Linked DNA regions of Mus musculus: region 2 is linked to region 1. A link is a contact called in public HiChIP or PLAC-seq data. All regions are on one chromosome and are shown on one strand. The core of a region is the stretch at or near the end of the contact, and the rest is flanking DNA. Distances in the headings are between cores, read along the strand shown.

Region 1 (7,075 bases), core at 1,480-3,979:
TAATCTGACTGCCTCTCTGAGCCTCTGACTCTAATTTTAGTTGGAGAGAGGGACAGATGGGAAGAAATCTAATCATCTATGTAGAATCTTCTCAAACCTCGCTATGCTGCACTATAATGAGCAACAGCAAATACCAAGGACAATTTGTAATCATCCTTAAGTGACAGAAAATAAGACCCTGATTACTGCTCAACATCACTGCAGGGAAGTTCGCTCTCTTCTGGAGCAGCACCGCAGCAGGTGGGAACTGACTGTGCAGGTGCTTCTCGCTCTGTGTCTCCTCAGCCCCCAAATGTTCCAATGCCCATCATAGTCTATGACCACTGCTCTAAGCGCTGCAGCTTTGTTATCTAGAAAACAGTGCTGACCAAAACGATCATCCCTTTTGAGACGAAGAAACCATGACAAACAAACATACACAAAAAACTAGCTAACATTTCACCTTCTCAGCTCTTGTTCTGAAGAGATCTAGAGCACGGGATGGAAGAGACTTACCTGGGTGCTTTCGTCATGAAAACCTTCCAGGAAACTCTCTAGTAATTCATCTGCGTTATCGATTCTTTCAGCATATTCTCCTACAATCCAAATCATAGCTGCTCGGGCATCGGGTTCATCCAGGGAGTCCAAGTTTTCACAGAGGGTGGCAATAATACTTTCATACCTGTTGTAACAAATGGACTAGTTACTAAGGCCAAAACTAAGAACTGTATTTAACAGTAGAAGCTAAAGTAAAAAAACCATACACAAGGGATTCCAAGCTGCAAAGGTTTTTAGTCAACAGAATGTAGTAAGTCAAAATTGCATGGCTTAAATTTTTCTTCAAATATGCTTTAAAATATTTTTTATGTACAATTTTATAAATTTGCATATATGAGTGTTTAGCTTGCATGTACGTGTGTGTATCACATGAAGGCCTGGTACTTGCAGAGGTCAGAAGGCAGTGTTGGATCCCCTGGGAGTGGAGTTACAGATGACTGTGAACCACTGTTCTTCAATTATGGTTTGTTGTGTTGAGACAGGGACTCTCTATGTAGACCTTGCTGTCCTATGATTCACTCTGTAGACCAGGCTGGCCTTGAACTCACAGAGATCATCTGCCTCTGCCTCCTGAGTGATGGGACTAAAGGTGTGTGCCACCAAAGCCAGTTCAATTATGTTTTAGTAACTAAGCTTTAAACTTGTACAAGAGCTCATGAGACAGACATGTTCACGAGGGAATAAATTAACCTGTGGTATAAGAAAATACCATTATCTTGTGTTTAAAAATCAACCTTTCTTATAACTACGTATTCACCTTGCTGAATCTATACGTCCTTTACTAACATAACTTAAAATTTTATTTTTATTACTGAAGACTGAACCTAGGATCCAACACATACCAGGCAAACTCTTTCCTATGAGCAGTATTCTCAGCCTACTGCTCTCCTCTTGTTTAAAGCAGGGTCTTGCTAGGTTGCAAGGGTTGGCTTGAGCTTGTCCATGTCCTGTCTTGGCCTCCTGAATAGCTGAGATTATAGGCCCATGCCATCAGATCTAGCTGGCTAATGTGATTTTCAACATTAGACTGAAACAGAATATATTAATGTGGATAACTAGTATACTAGGCCAAGTATCTGCCCTATTCCTACTTATTAAACCAGACTCTGACTATTTTCTTGAAATTAAACTGTCATAACCCCTTATTTACACAAGTTTTACACATTTCTCTATTGATCTTTTTTTTTTCCTTAACCTGTAACAAAACAGTTTAGAAACTTGATCCTTCACTTTTGGAGGGAGTTGAGTAAAAGGTGGTGGTCCTCTTTCTAAAAATAACACTTCTCAAGACAAAACAAAAAAAAAATCTCACAAAAACCCAAATCCTGCACTAATTCTGGACTGCAGGTCTCAGAATCAAAGTATTTTGTTTTATGAACTAAGAGCCCCAGTAAAAACTTTGTGATGTAAATGATCCCTGTGGGAGCAGCCCCAGTGTGTCAGCAGAGGCCAGGGGAGTAACTTATTGAATGCACTCTGCTGCTCCCACAAGGCAGTGGGGCCCCATGCTGAGCAAACAGCATGGCGGCTGGAAAAGTTATTCTGAGAGGAGGAAGGACACAATCATTGGTCTGCATGGAGCGAGTGTATCAAGACACCTAGGGATAAATAGGCTTCCTGTGTAATGGTAACTCTGACACAACAAACAATCTTATGTGTTTGATGTAGTCTATGCCAAGTATATACTTAAGCTAAGCCTCATTTCTACAAAAATAATGAACAGCTGCTATGGTGGCTCATGCCTGTAATCCCAGCACATGGGGCCAACTTAAAACTCCATTCCCATATTTAAACGAGAAGTTTTAGTGTCTGTTTGATACCCACTATGTATCTCTGACTTCATTAAAAAAAAATCTACTATGACCAGTTATATATGGAATAATAATTCTTACCGAGTCAATTTCAAAGTGCCTTACTTATACGTTTCCCAAATGATCTGAGAAAGAAGATTACATGAATTTTGACATACTTGTTGGGGTATTTTCGGAAGATGTCCCTGATGACAACAATTGCCTCTTGGACCACATAATTTACTTTGGTCTGGATTAGATCAAGCAGTGTGCTTACACAGCGTTCTGCTGATTGCTAGGGAAAGAAACATCAACACTTAAGTTAATCCAATAACACTATCTCAACACAGAAAAGGAAACATACAAGTACACTGCCTGAGTCAGACAGGCACTGACTCTGCTAAAGCTACTAGAGGCTAAATGATACAATGTATATCAGCATTAACAATTCTAGGAATATACCAGATTTTATTCATTAGCAAACACATTGAAAACAGTTTTGGGTTTGGTTTTGTGTGTTTTGCTAGGAGCAAACCTCGGGCCTCCCACTGGCTAGTCAAGAGCTCTGCACTGAGCAAGCGATCTCTATCTTCCACATAACTCTGTTAAACGAGTGAACAGTAACCTGGACAATGGGGAAAACATTAAGAAAACCAAACAAACAAAAGCCAGGAGAGTAGAAGGAAAGGAAGGTAACTGAAGAACACATCAACACTGGGGATCCTTACTGGAATTCTTAAGTGAACAGACACTGAATAGGGTGTTTTTGGTGTTTCTTTACTGGCCTCTCCCTTCCTCCCACCCTCCCCTCTCCTTTCCTTCCCTCTCCTTTTCTTCCTTCCCTCTCTCCCTCTCTCTCTAGGAAGTAGGTAGGGGGTGTGTATGTGTGCGTGCTCTCTCTCTCTCTCTCTCTCTCTCTCTCTCTCTCTGATGTGGTTTCTGAAAACTGGGCTCTGGTTCTCATGACAGATCAGCAAATACTCTTAACCATTGAGCCATCTCTCTGGCCTCCAGCACAGCGTGTATCTAAACCTAGGAATTTTGTTTGGACTTACAATTTTTTTTTCATTTATCTATGGCTCAAAATATTCTAAGAGATTTTGTTTATTGTTTTTTGTTTTTTGTTGTTGTTGTTGTTTTTAGACAGGGCTTTTCTTTTTCTTTTCTTTTCTTTCTTTCTTTTTTTTTTTTTTTAAGACAGGGTTTCTCTATTTAGCCCTGGCTGTCCTAGAACTCACTTTGTAGACCAGGCTGGCCTCGAACTCAAAAATCTGCCTGCCTCTGCCTCCCAAGTGCTGGGATTAAAGGCGTGCGCCACCACACCCGGCTCTAGACAGGGCTTTTCTGTAAAGTCCTGGCTGCCCTAGAACTTTCTCTGTAGACCAACCAGGCTGACTTTGAACTCTGAGATCTGCCTGCCTCTTGCTCCCAAGTGCTGGGATTAAAGGCATGTGCCACCACATCTGGCTCCCATTCATCTTTTATTAATTGAATATATACTACAAACTGATAAAATAGATTTCTTGATACTGTGATTTTTTTTTTTTTTTAAGGATAGGATTGTGAGAAAAGTTCCCAAAACTTAATGGCAAGTCTGAACAATTATCCCTCTGAACTATTACAGGTCATTAAATTGTGTGCCTCTTGTCACAATTCAAAAGGAACCACACAACATCATCTAAAACTTTTGACTGTCACAAGCCTCCAGATTTAGTCATCTAAAGGGGACAGAGGTATGAGGTCCAATCTAGACTCTGGGAAAGTCTATTAAGTCTAAAAAGCAATCAATAAGTGGTACTGTATTAGGGCCAGCCAGATGGATCATCAGATAAACGCACTAGCCACCAGGCCTAATGACCTGAGACTGATCTCCAGGAGCCTCATGGTGGAAGGAGAGAATCAATTCCTACAAACTGTCCTCTGACCTCCACATATGGACCTTGGCTCATGCTGCCGCCTTGAACAATAAATATATAAAATAATAAATAAATAGGTAGCATCAAAAAAAAATGAAAATCAAAACAAAATACAATACCTAAGAACACATATTAACCAAAAGCTATGTACAGAAAAGAAAACAAAATAAAAGCCAGGCGTAGAGGCTCATGTCTGGAATCCCACATTTGGGAGACTGAGGCCCAGGGAATGTGAGTTTAGGGCTAGCCTGGGCTATATAGTAAGACTCTGTCTTAAAAAGTAAAACCAATGAGCACCCCAAAATGCTTGGGGGGCAGGGGGTATGCTGAAAAGATAAAAATCTATAACTAAGAAATCAATAAATAATAACAAAATTATTTATGGATATGGAAGTATCAAAATAATCTAATACAAAAGAGTTAAAAGCCATCCTTTTGGCAAGTGGATCTAGGTAAAGAAGGGAAGGAAGCAGGGGCAGTGATGTTTTGTTAAAAATTCTTTAATCTGAGCCTGAGAAGGCTTAGGGATTAAGAGCGATGGCTGCTCTTCCAGAGGACATGGATTAGAGTCCCAGCACCCACATGGTGGTCCATAATCTACCATCTGAATTCTAGTTCCAGGGGGTACGAAAACCCCTTCTGGCCTACACAGGTAGTTGACACATACAAGATACAGACATAATGCAGACAAAACACCCATATACATTAAATACATTTTTAAAAATTATTTTACTCATTAAGTATGTTGACAAACCTCAATGTATACACACTGTAAAATAATGAACACTCACAATCCCATATGTGCGATCTCATCTCCTGGGGGGCCTTACCTCCACTTTGATGGCACACCGTCCAATGGCCCTCACAGCTTTGCGAACAAAGTCCACATCAACTTCAGTGGCATATTCCTTCAGCTCCGCCAGAACCTGTCAAATATCCAAGAAGTAAATAACCTTTAAAGATTAAAAAAAAAAAAGAAGATTTATTTATTATTATACATAAGTACACTGTAGCTGTCTTCAGATGTGTCAGAGGAGGGCGCAAGATCTCATTATGGGTGGTTGTGAGCCACCATGTGGTTGCTGGGATTTGAACTCTGTACCTTTGGAAGAGAACTGAGCCATCTCATCAGCCCCCTTTAAAGAGTTTCAACAGCAATTCCATGACCTTCTGAATGCCAGATCTTAAGCTCTCAGCCGGCACAAACTTAGGATAGCTTAAGGTCTGACCTGAGCAATGTTGGCTTGGGATGCAAGACGAATCATGATGTCTAACTTCTCTAGTTTAACATAGATAGGATCATTGTACTTCACAAAGAAGACCTTGATTTCCTGCTTCAAGATTTCAGGCCTGTGATACAAAAACACAAGAAAGGAAGGTGACGGAATGCATTTACTGGCATGTCCTCCTTGGCCTGTATGAAAATCAAGTCAGTCTTTCTGCCTGCCCTCTTCAGGCGGAAAACCCTCGTAAATGTCCCGCCTAAGCCTCTACTGGGCCTCCCTCCCACCCCCAGTATGGCAGTCACAGTACTATATAACATTTTCGTTTCCACAAAATCAAGCTGGGTGCCAAGCTCAGCACTTACTTAGCACATTCTAGACAAACGTTTTGTCATGAGCTACACTCTCAGCCCATCTACTCTCATCAACTCCATCTGGCATCTGACTTGCATCCTTTAGAAGTATGAGGGTGTGTGCTACCACAGAGAACTGCTGAGGCAGAGCCACCCCGTTCTCAACTAAAGCTTTCCATGGGGAACACATCCAAAAGAAGCACTCACAAAAGCAAGCTGGCTGGAAGCGGAGCCGCCACTCTTAATCCCAGCACTTGGGAGGTTGGGGCAGGAGGATTGCTGTGAGATGGAGGTCAGCCTAGTCTACACAGTGAGAGTCTGTTTAAAAAAAACAAAACCCAAAAACACAACAAAACCCAAACAGCCCTGACCTGCACATAGTTACTCTGGAGAGAACGGTAATAGCTGTAAGCGGTTATTCCTGGGCAAGGGCACCAGTCTATAAAGCAATCATCTGAAGCTTCACCTCAAGATCACAACCATTTTAAAAATCACCAAATCACCATTTCCTACCTTTTCTGGACAATTAGGTTGATGTTCCTCAGGGCGACGTACTGTACTTCTGGCTCCCCAGACAGCAACGTGACAAGTGGAGGTGCTAACTTCTTTAGCAGCATATTGTAGTAGTCAGAGTCCTTGGGCAACAATTCTAGAAACTTCATTAGGACTTTTACGGCTGAAAGCACCACTGCAGAGTTGGCGTGGGAGAGCCGAGGCGTTACTCGCTCACAGATGCTGAGGGCAGAGGGAAGATTAGCACTCAGGGTTATAGGACCTTTGCTTGATTCATTGTATCAAGTAATGCTTCAGGGTTTCATGGCTCAAGTATTAATATAAACCAAAGATTCCGTTAGAAAAGTCAAAGCTCCATGCTGAGGTCAAAATGGGATCCAACCCTGCAGAAGCCCCATGCTCAGCAAACTACAGGCAGCACAGGGGCCTCAGCAGACTCCAGAAGCCAGCAACAGGGAGATCCTAGCGATCCCCAACACCTACACTCACACCAGTTTCCTTCTTGTTTTTAGTCTTCTGTCTCCCACAAAACGTTAGAGCGTCCTGCCTCACAGCTCATCTCTACCCAACCTATAGAAAGTCAAACCAAGCACCCTAAAAATTAATCATAGCAAAAGGTGTCAACCACCTGGAATGTGGGGAGGAAATTAGATGGCAAGAAAAACTACACAACCCCTTGCTTTCAGGCTAATAAGAAAGACTCAGAAAGAGGTGAGGGTTTGGTTTGGTTTAGGTTTGGTTTT
Region 2 (6,918 bases), core at 1,011-3,510, 70 kb before region 1:
CATTGACTCTAGAGAGTAATACATTAGAGCACTGGCTGCTAGCCTGCCCACACAGTTATCCTCGGTCAATACAATGCCCCTAAGGGAGAAGTATTCCTATTTGCACTTCAGAGAAGTTCTGTGCGCTCCAAACCACATAGCTTGGAACCTCAGCTACTTTCTGCGGTGCTTTGCGTGTTTAAGCTTAGTAATTCTAAACAGTGACAAGCTAAAAGCCGGGTCTGAGTCTATGACGTCCCTTGGCGCTCAGAGGGCCTGGCAGCACACAGCTGCTGCCCAGGAAGGGGCTGGACGCTGGCGATGAATTCATTACCTTTTCGCTGGCTCAGTTCCTGTGACTTTTAGAGCTTGAACACAAACCCTAGCTTTGATGAATTTTAGCTGTAGGTTTGTGAGTAAAACGTCTGCTTTGGACTCATGCTCTGCACGTGTGTAGAGCAAAGCCAATAGCCCCCAAGACAGCCTCAGTAAACCTCTTCGCTGGAAGGAGAAAACCTGGGCTGAATGATGAACCCCCCCATAGTAAGTGGGTGCAGAGAGGTGGTTTCCTGGGCTCTGATGGTTTCCATCATATCATGTTTTCATGTGTGTGTTTTTATATATGCATGGATCATAGGTGAATGCCTCCCCCCAGGCTGTCCTGGTTCACAACACTCAACCTACGATTATGTATGTATATGTGCACAATGGTAAATAAAGGGCAGGGTTTGGAGCAAGAACCATCAAGGTTAGACTCCCAGCTCTGCCATTTATTTAAATAATTTAAAGGATGACCTTGGCCAAGAAACTTCATAGGTATTGTGAGGTTGTCCACGGAAAGCCCAGTGCCTGGCACAGAGAAGGTATTGCAATGAACCGTGGCTACTTGTCCTCTAAGGTTTTCCCAGACGCTCAGTTGAACCTCCTGGCAATCTAGGAATGGGTCACTATCTACAGTTGCATGGGCTCATAAACTTGCAGTGTGTGTACCTGGGCATCCATATGTCCATATGCATGTATATGATGCCTTTCATTTTATTGAAGAACAAAAATCCATCACCAATAAATCAAGACCCAGAGACTTAGGGAAGGAAGCCACCTTAGCTAAGACTAGGACTCTAATCTCTCTTGTGCCTGCCTCATGCATGTCCCTTCCCCAACAGGTGCTCCTCTGAGCCTGCTTCCTACGGAGACAAAACTAACGCTACCACCACGCACAACCCTTCAGGTCCCTAGGCCTCTGGGGCATCCCTGGATGCTGCCAGCTTAGCAAAGAGGCTCAGCTGGGTTAATTACATAACAGCACGAGCAGGTGGGGATGGGGGAGTCCTGGGCCTTCGAGAGGGCAAAGAGCAAGAAAGAAGAACACGGACTCACTCTGGGTGTGGCAGAGGTTTCAGGATGTATCCTATCTGCAGATTCTCAAGCCCCCAAACCAACTCTTTTTGAGTAGTAGCAGACACGAAAACCAGGTACAGTCTGGGAGTCAAGAAGTGGGTACAAGAACAGCCCCCTATGCACTGGCAAGCCTCTGGAGCTACCAGGCCTAAGTGTGGCCCTGTCCCCAACTCAGAGGGAACAGATGCCCCTTCAGTTCTTCCCAGGCACAAGTCCTGGGTCTAAGCAGTTTACTAAGCCCACATGCCTAGTTATGTGGGGGTGAAAGGTCTGTCCCAGGAAGCAGGGCCCAGGCCCCCTGAGCTTCCCCAGGGCCTGCATTCTGCAGTGAGTCTGCAGACAGCTCCCGGCAAGAGGCAGGGGTCACACACTCGGGCCACAGTCTCTTTTTAGTCCCTTCCCCGGCCTGGACATCTTGGGTCTCTACCTCACACTGGGAAGGTCGGGGGTTCTGAGGATCCTAAAGGCCGGGCCGTACGTCCTCGGGTGGTGAGTCCCTACCACGTCCGCGTGGGGGTGGGGGCGCCGGCGGATGCCGGGCTCCCAGTGACCCGATCGGTGGCAGGTGTGGGGGCTGCAGGAGCCCCGCTGGCTGCCGGCTCCAGCTCCACTCCGGCTTGCCCGCTGCCCCCTCCCCGGGCTGCCCCTCACCCCGCGGTCGCCCCGCTCCTCCTCCTCCTCCCGCTTACCCGGGGCCGTCCCGGCTGCCTGCCCCCTGCCCTGGCCGGCGCGGCCGCGCTCCCCCCGGGCTCCGGCGCTGCCTTGGGCTCCCCCGCCCGGGGGGAGGATGAGGGGCGCCGCCCGCGGCCCGGGCGCGGCGGGCTGGGGCGCGGGGGGCCGCAGCACCGAGGGTCGCTCAGCTGCTCGCCCTGCGGAGCGCGCCGCCCCACTCGCGCCGGCGGAGGGGGAGGCGGGCGCGGGGGGTTCCGCTGGGTCCCCGAGCCCGACGGATTCACTGGGGCGCCGCGGGACCAGCTCCCCAATCCCTAACCTCAACCTTCAATCCTCCCCTACGCCCCCGACCCCCGCGACTCTCCCCTGGGAGAAATTAGCTCGAGCCTGGACGAGTTGGGGGCGGGGACGAGAAAGGCCCCGGAGCCTCTGCCTTCATTGCGACTCCCTTCCCACACAGCCTCGCACCCTGCCCTCGGCAGGGCTCGTCCCCTCCTCCCCACGCTGTCCTTTTGACCCTTACCGATACAGTCAGTCAGTGACTGGCAGATGCCCAGCGTGTGTCCTGCCCTGGTTGCTGGCATCCAGATTCTTGCTCTTCCACCCCTGAAGGACGGAGTAGAGGGTGGTCACTCTCACCCTTCACTGCGGCAGGGAACAGCAGGCCAGGCTAGTGCCAAGCAAAGCTGGTCCCCTGCCAAAGCATGACCTCCACTCCTCTAAGGCTGCGGATCCCTCTCCTTTGAGATCCCAGCATTTGCAGGGCTTGAGGGTGCAGTTCCTCTTGTATTTAATCTAAAATAGTCCTCACCAACATATTTTTATCAGTAGGTAACATTCCAATGTGGTAAGAGCTTTGCCTAAATCCTCAAGTTAAATTCCCAGAACATTCCACGAAGGAGGTTGTTTCCCCCATTTTACAGATGAGATCACTGAGGCTGAGAAAGGATGAGTAACTACTTTTACTTAAATGCAAAATGGAATGCTAAGGCTGTGTCACTAGCAGGGCAGCTTTGCTTCGGAAAAGCTCAGCAGAGGGCTCACATAGTCCAGTGGAGAGGCCACAGACAAATTCCTTTGTGAAGTCAAAAGGGGTCTTAGAGGGCAAATCAGGTGGGCCACTTCAGAGAGGTCAGCTGAGGCTAGGAGCAACTGAGAGTCCAGAGACCTGACAGAATGCTTCAGGCTGGAAGAATGGGGTCAGAAGAGGCTGACAGAGGTTATGACCCTGACTGCTTCTTGTTCCCCTAAAAGGGTCTCAAAGACCCCCGTTTTACTTTTCTTGTTGGTGTGGCAAGTACCTGACAAAAGCGACTTAGTTTTGGCTATTGTGATGACAATAGACACATCTATTGTAGCCAGAAGGCAAAGTGGTGGGAATGTGAGGTCCCTGGCACTGTGCATGCAGCCTGGAAGCAGAGATGCACGTTAGCGTTAAGCTCAAATTTCAATTTCCCCTTTTGCCTTTTTAGTCAGTCCGTGGGATGGTGCTGCCCGAGATGCAGGTGGAAAACCCCCTTCAGTTAAACGTCCCTGGAAACACACTGACATGCCCGAAGATGTGTTTCCAAGATGGCTTCAACTCTGGTGAAGTTGACAAGGATGATTCTCTCTCAGAGACCCAAACCACCAGGAGTGTCCTCACTCCTGTACTGGATGGACAAGGGCCCCTGAAACAGTGCACCACCGCTGGGCATTCGATGCCTTTAGAGTGGTGGGGAGAAACAAGCCTGGTATCCATCCACCAAGGGTTTTCCGCATGGAACTGAATCCTCCAAAGCTATTACCATGGGTTCCATCTATTTCACAGAACCCACTTCACTTCTCCCTTTGGGCTCTGTGTTTTGGGCATTTTTCTAACTCTTGTCTCCACTCTGCTGTGCAGAAAGCATGGTGGTCATATGACTGTGCTTCCCGGCCAGAGAGCCCCATATTTGACTCCAGTCTTGCCCGATACTATGTGACTGAAGCAAGAAACCTGTGCCAGTTGAAATAGATTCTAGTCCTTTCCATCACTGGTGCAGACAGGACTTAAATGAGCCTCGGTGTGTGAAGTCTTCACAATACTTGGCAGGGAGCTCCAGTGTGTGGTCATCTCTCTCAGGATGAACAGCACTGTGGGAAAGCATTTCCATTTATTCTAGGTGGGGCCAAGAGTTGAGATGTGGATTTGAGAAGGACTGGAGCAAATGCTGCAACAAGATTAGGACTGGGAAGGTCAGGGGCCCTCTCTCAGAGGACCGCTTTGGGGCTGGGTGGGAATCAGATATGACTGGACTCGAGAGATTCCAGAGGAGCCACTGACACCCTCTTAGCTTGGTTAAATCATCCAGGACACTCTTTCCTACTGCGTTCAAAAAACTTTCATCCTCATCTTGCCTGAGGATACAGGCTTTCTGTTCTTCCCTCAGGACATAGGTCCATTTCAGCTTGAGGGGGACTAGAAATAAGAAACCTAGCAAGGCTGTCCCCTACAGATGACGAAACCTCATACTAGCCGTCAGTGGTATGTCATTTAAAGCACTGCTATAAAGTAGTACTTTATAAAATGGTACATTTGCCCGAAGTTAACTCATTTTGCTTTGCTGAGAGCTGACTTGGGCCTGTTCATTCTCTGTCACTAGAAATAACCTTGCTGGGAAAGTTCAAAGGGTTTGGTCCTTTGATCTGTCTAGCCTTGAGCCTCTTCTGGCTGTGGTTCAGCTAAGGATACCTAGTGGCTGAGATGCAGGTTCACAAATTCAGGTTCTGGGAGGGCAATTGTGTGTGTCCCTCTGTAACATCTGGAGCCAGGCCATGGAATGAGACAAGGGCCAGGCCCATCCCTGTTCTATCAGAACTGAGGACTCTCACAGGGATATTAGAGGCTGGCTGTGAGTAGGTTGTGAGTGGAAGGACAGCCAGCTGATACTGAGCCTTCACCCTCCCATATGCTATACTGCTATACCTACCAACAGTGGGGGATGGGAGTCACACTTTCTTAATTCAGGTGTTGGGGTTCTGCCTGGAGGATTTGATCCTAGAGATGGCAGTCTTGTTCCCAAACAATGCTCAGGAAACAACAGTTCTCCAGAGCCACTTCTCAACTAAGAATCTAGGTCTCCCTGCCCCCTCCCCAGCCCCCAATTGAGGCTTTCCCTTGTTGGCAGCATCAAGAACAGCAGAGCAAAAGCTAAATGAGAACTGAGAAGGCAAGTTCAAAGCCAACTTGAAACTTTTCAAGAAACATCCTTGTTGCTAATACCATGTCTGGGGGCTGGCTGGGATTCTAGGATTAGTGTTCAGAAGATAGAAATGGGTAACAACGGGGGAGGTGTGATCTTTCCCAAGTGCCATCCCAGCTATTAAAATAAACAGGCTCTTGCTTCTTAAAGCTGAGGGTGGCAGGGAAAAATCTGGGTCCAAGCAAGACCGGAAGTACTAAGGCATGCAGCGGGAGGAAGGCCCAGACTAGAGAGTGCTGAGAAACAACATACCCATTCTAGGGCTAGAAAACAATGTGATCTCAGGTTTAAGTCTGGGGGGGCGTGTGAGGGGTCAGCTGCTCAGAGCATATGGCTATCTCAGGACTTAGCAAAGGTCGATGTGGTGAGTAGGAGGGAGAACCTTTTATGGAGAGAAAGAGGAAACTGACATTGTAGTTAGATGTAGTGCCTCATCTCCCCTGAAAAGCAGGGGCTGCTGAATTCAGATGGGCAGGGGAACAAGATAAGCAAGTGTCGTGGCGCTGAGTGCTTTACCATTCTACTGTAACAATGCACAGCATTACTGTGGATGAGTGCAGATGAACAGGCACAAGCCTCTCCCTGCCAGTGAGGCCTCACTGCTCAATATTAACCTTGGGGGACCCAGGAATGCCATGGGGTGTGTGTGTGTGTCTAGGTCGGAGAGCACCTTTTGGGAGTTGGTTCTCTCCTCCCATTATCAACACACATTTGGGTTCTGAAGACGTAAATCAGATAGCTAGGTGCCTTTACCACTGAGCCATCTCACCCTCACTGTGACTCACTCATTAAACATGACAGAGTCCTTTTTGAAAGCTCTCCATGTGACTTGTGCACCTGAGCTGGCTCCATGTTTGACCGTCTCACAGACAGACTTCAAGACTGCTCTTCAGGTGCCTGACTCCTTTCTTTTCCAGGGTTTCCACTACATCTTGGAATTCCAGCAGAGAGCCAAGAGTGGCCTAGGGCGGTTCATTCTGAGTCTAGACACCAGAAGCATCAACTACAGCCCAAGTGCTGTAGACCCCCCAAACTCTTCTCTATACTTGAGATGTGCAAGGACTTGCCCAAGGGCTTGATGTTCCTCTATGCTCTTCCCCTAGGTGCAGGCGGTGGGAGACATCAGTCCTGTTACTGAGCAAACCACACAGGTGCCCCAAACAATACAAGTAGTTATAGACTCCTTGGGATGCTTTCTTTAAGGCAGTGGCTATCCTGTTTGCTTGGGAACACGCAGGCCCTGGGTTCAAAGGGCTTTTGGACTAGAGTGCACAGGTACCGAGTAGCAGCTTAGCTATGCTTCTGTCCTTGGTTGTGCTGGCAGATACTGACAACCCCGGGGGACCTGAAGGGCACTGCCATTCTACCTAGTGTCCTGGGAACTGCCCAGAGTGACTCTCCCCATGCACACCTTCCTGAAGTTATGGGACTTGAGACCTGAACAACAGGTGGCTTCCTGATATAAATACTTTTTTTCTGAATTCTAATTTCAACTGGCTGAACCCCTTGGGAGGGCTAGGGCCATTTACAAAAAAAAAAAAAAAAAAAAAAAAAGAATAAGAATAAGAATGGTTACTAAGGTCCTTTCTCTAGCCAGCTATGTATTGTCCTGGGAACAAAGTCCATACCACAAACTTTATTTTGT

What was found. HiChIP or PLAC-seq counts read pairs in DNA pulled down with a chosen protein or histone mark.
Region 2: a contact with region 1 is called in an H3K4me3 HiChIP or PLAC-seq map of embryonic stem cells, with 36 read pairs. The contact joins the promoter of Rasl10b here to the enhancer-like site in region 1. A contact is called at or near these places in 6 of 39 promoter capture datasets (the C10 cell line, the HPC-7 cell line, cranial neural crest and 3 more), 17 of 484 Hi-C or Micro-C datasets (B cells, CD8 T cells, the CH12 cell line and 10 more), 14 of 115 datasets of contacts at active chromatin or transcription factors (bone marrow-derived macrophages, craniofacial prominence, embryonic basal ganglia and 6 more) and 4 of 9 other capture datasets (adipose tissue, liver, macrophages and 1 more).

The regions. Positions count from the first base shown.
Region 1 is chr11:83,334,860-83,341,934 of GRCm38.p6, reverse strand. It overlaps Ap2b1 (adaptor-related protein complex 2, beta 1 subunit), which reads right to left. Exons shown (of 22, transcript NM_001035854.2): 7 at 6,333-6,554; 8 at 5,473-5,593; 9 at 5,074-5,169; 10 at 2,507-2,622; 11 at 496-661. Among named protein-coding and RNA genes, the nearest start is that of Gm23951, 29 kb to the left of the region's middle. Within about 2 kb of position 2,729, at least 5 of the 459 cell types and tissues checked have an H3K27ac peak or open chromatin away from gene starts, as enhancers often do. A contact at or near this core is called in embryonic stem cells, where this site is marked.
Region 2 is chr11:83,405,030-83,411,947 of GRCm38.p6, reverse strand. It overlaps Rasl10b (RAS-like, family 10, member B), which reads right to left and starts at 2,260. Exons shown (of 4, transcript NM_001361568.1): 1 at 2,067-2,260. It overlaps Ap2b1 (adaptor-related protein complex 2, beta 1 subunit), which reads right to left. Exons shown (of 22, transcript NM_001035854.2): 22 at 6,913-6,918.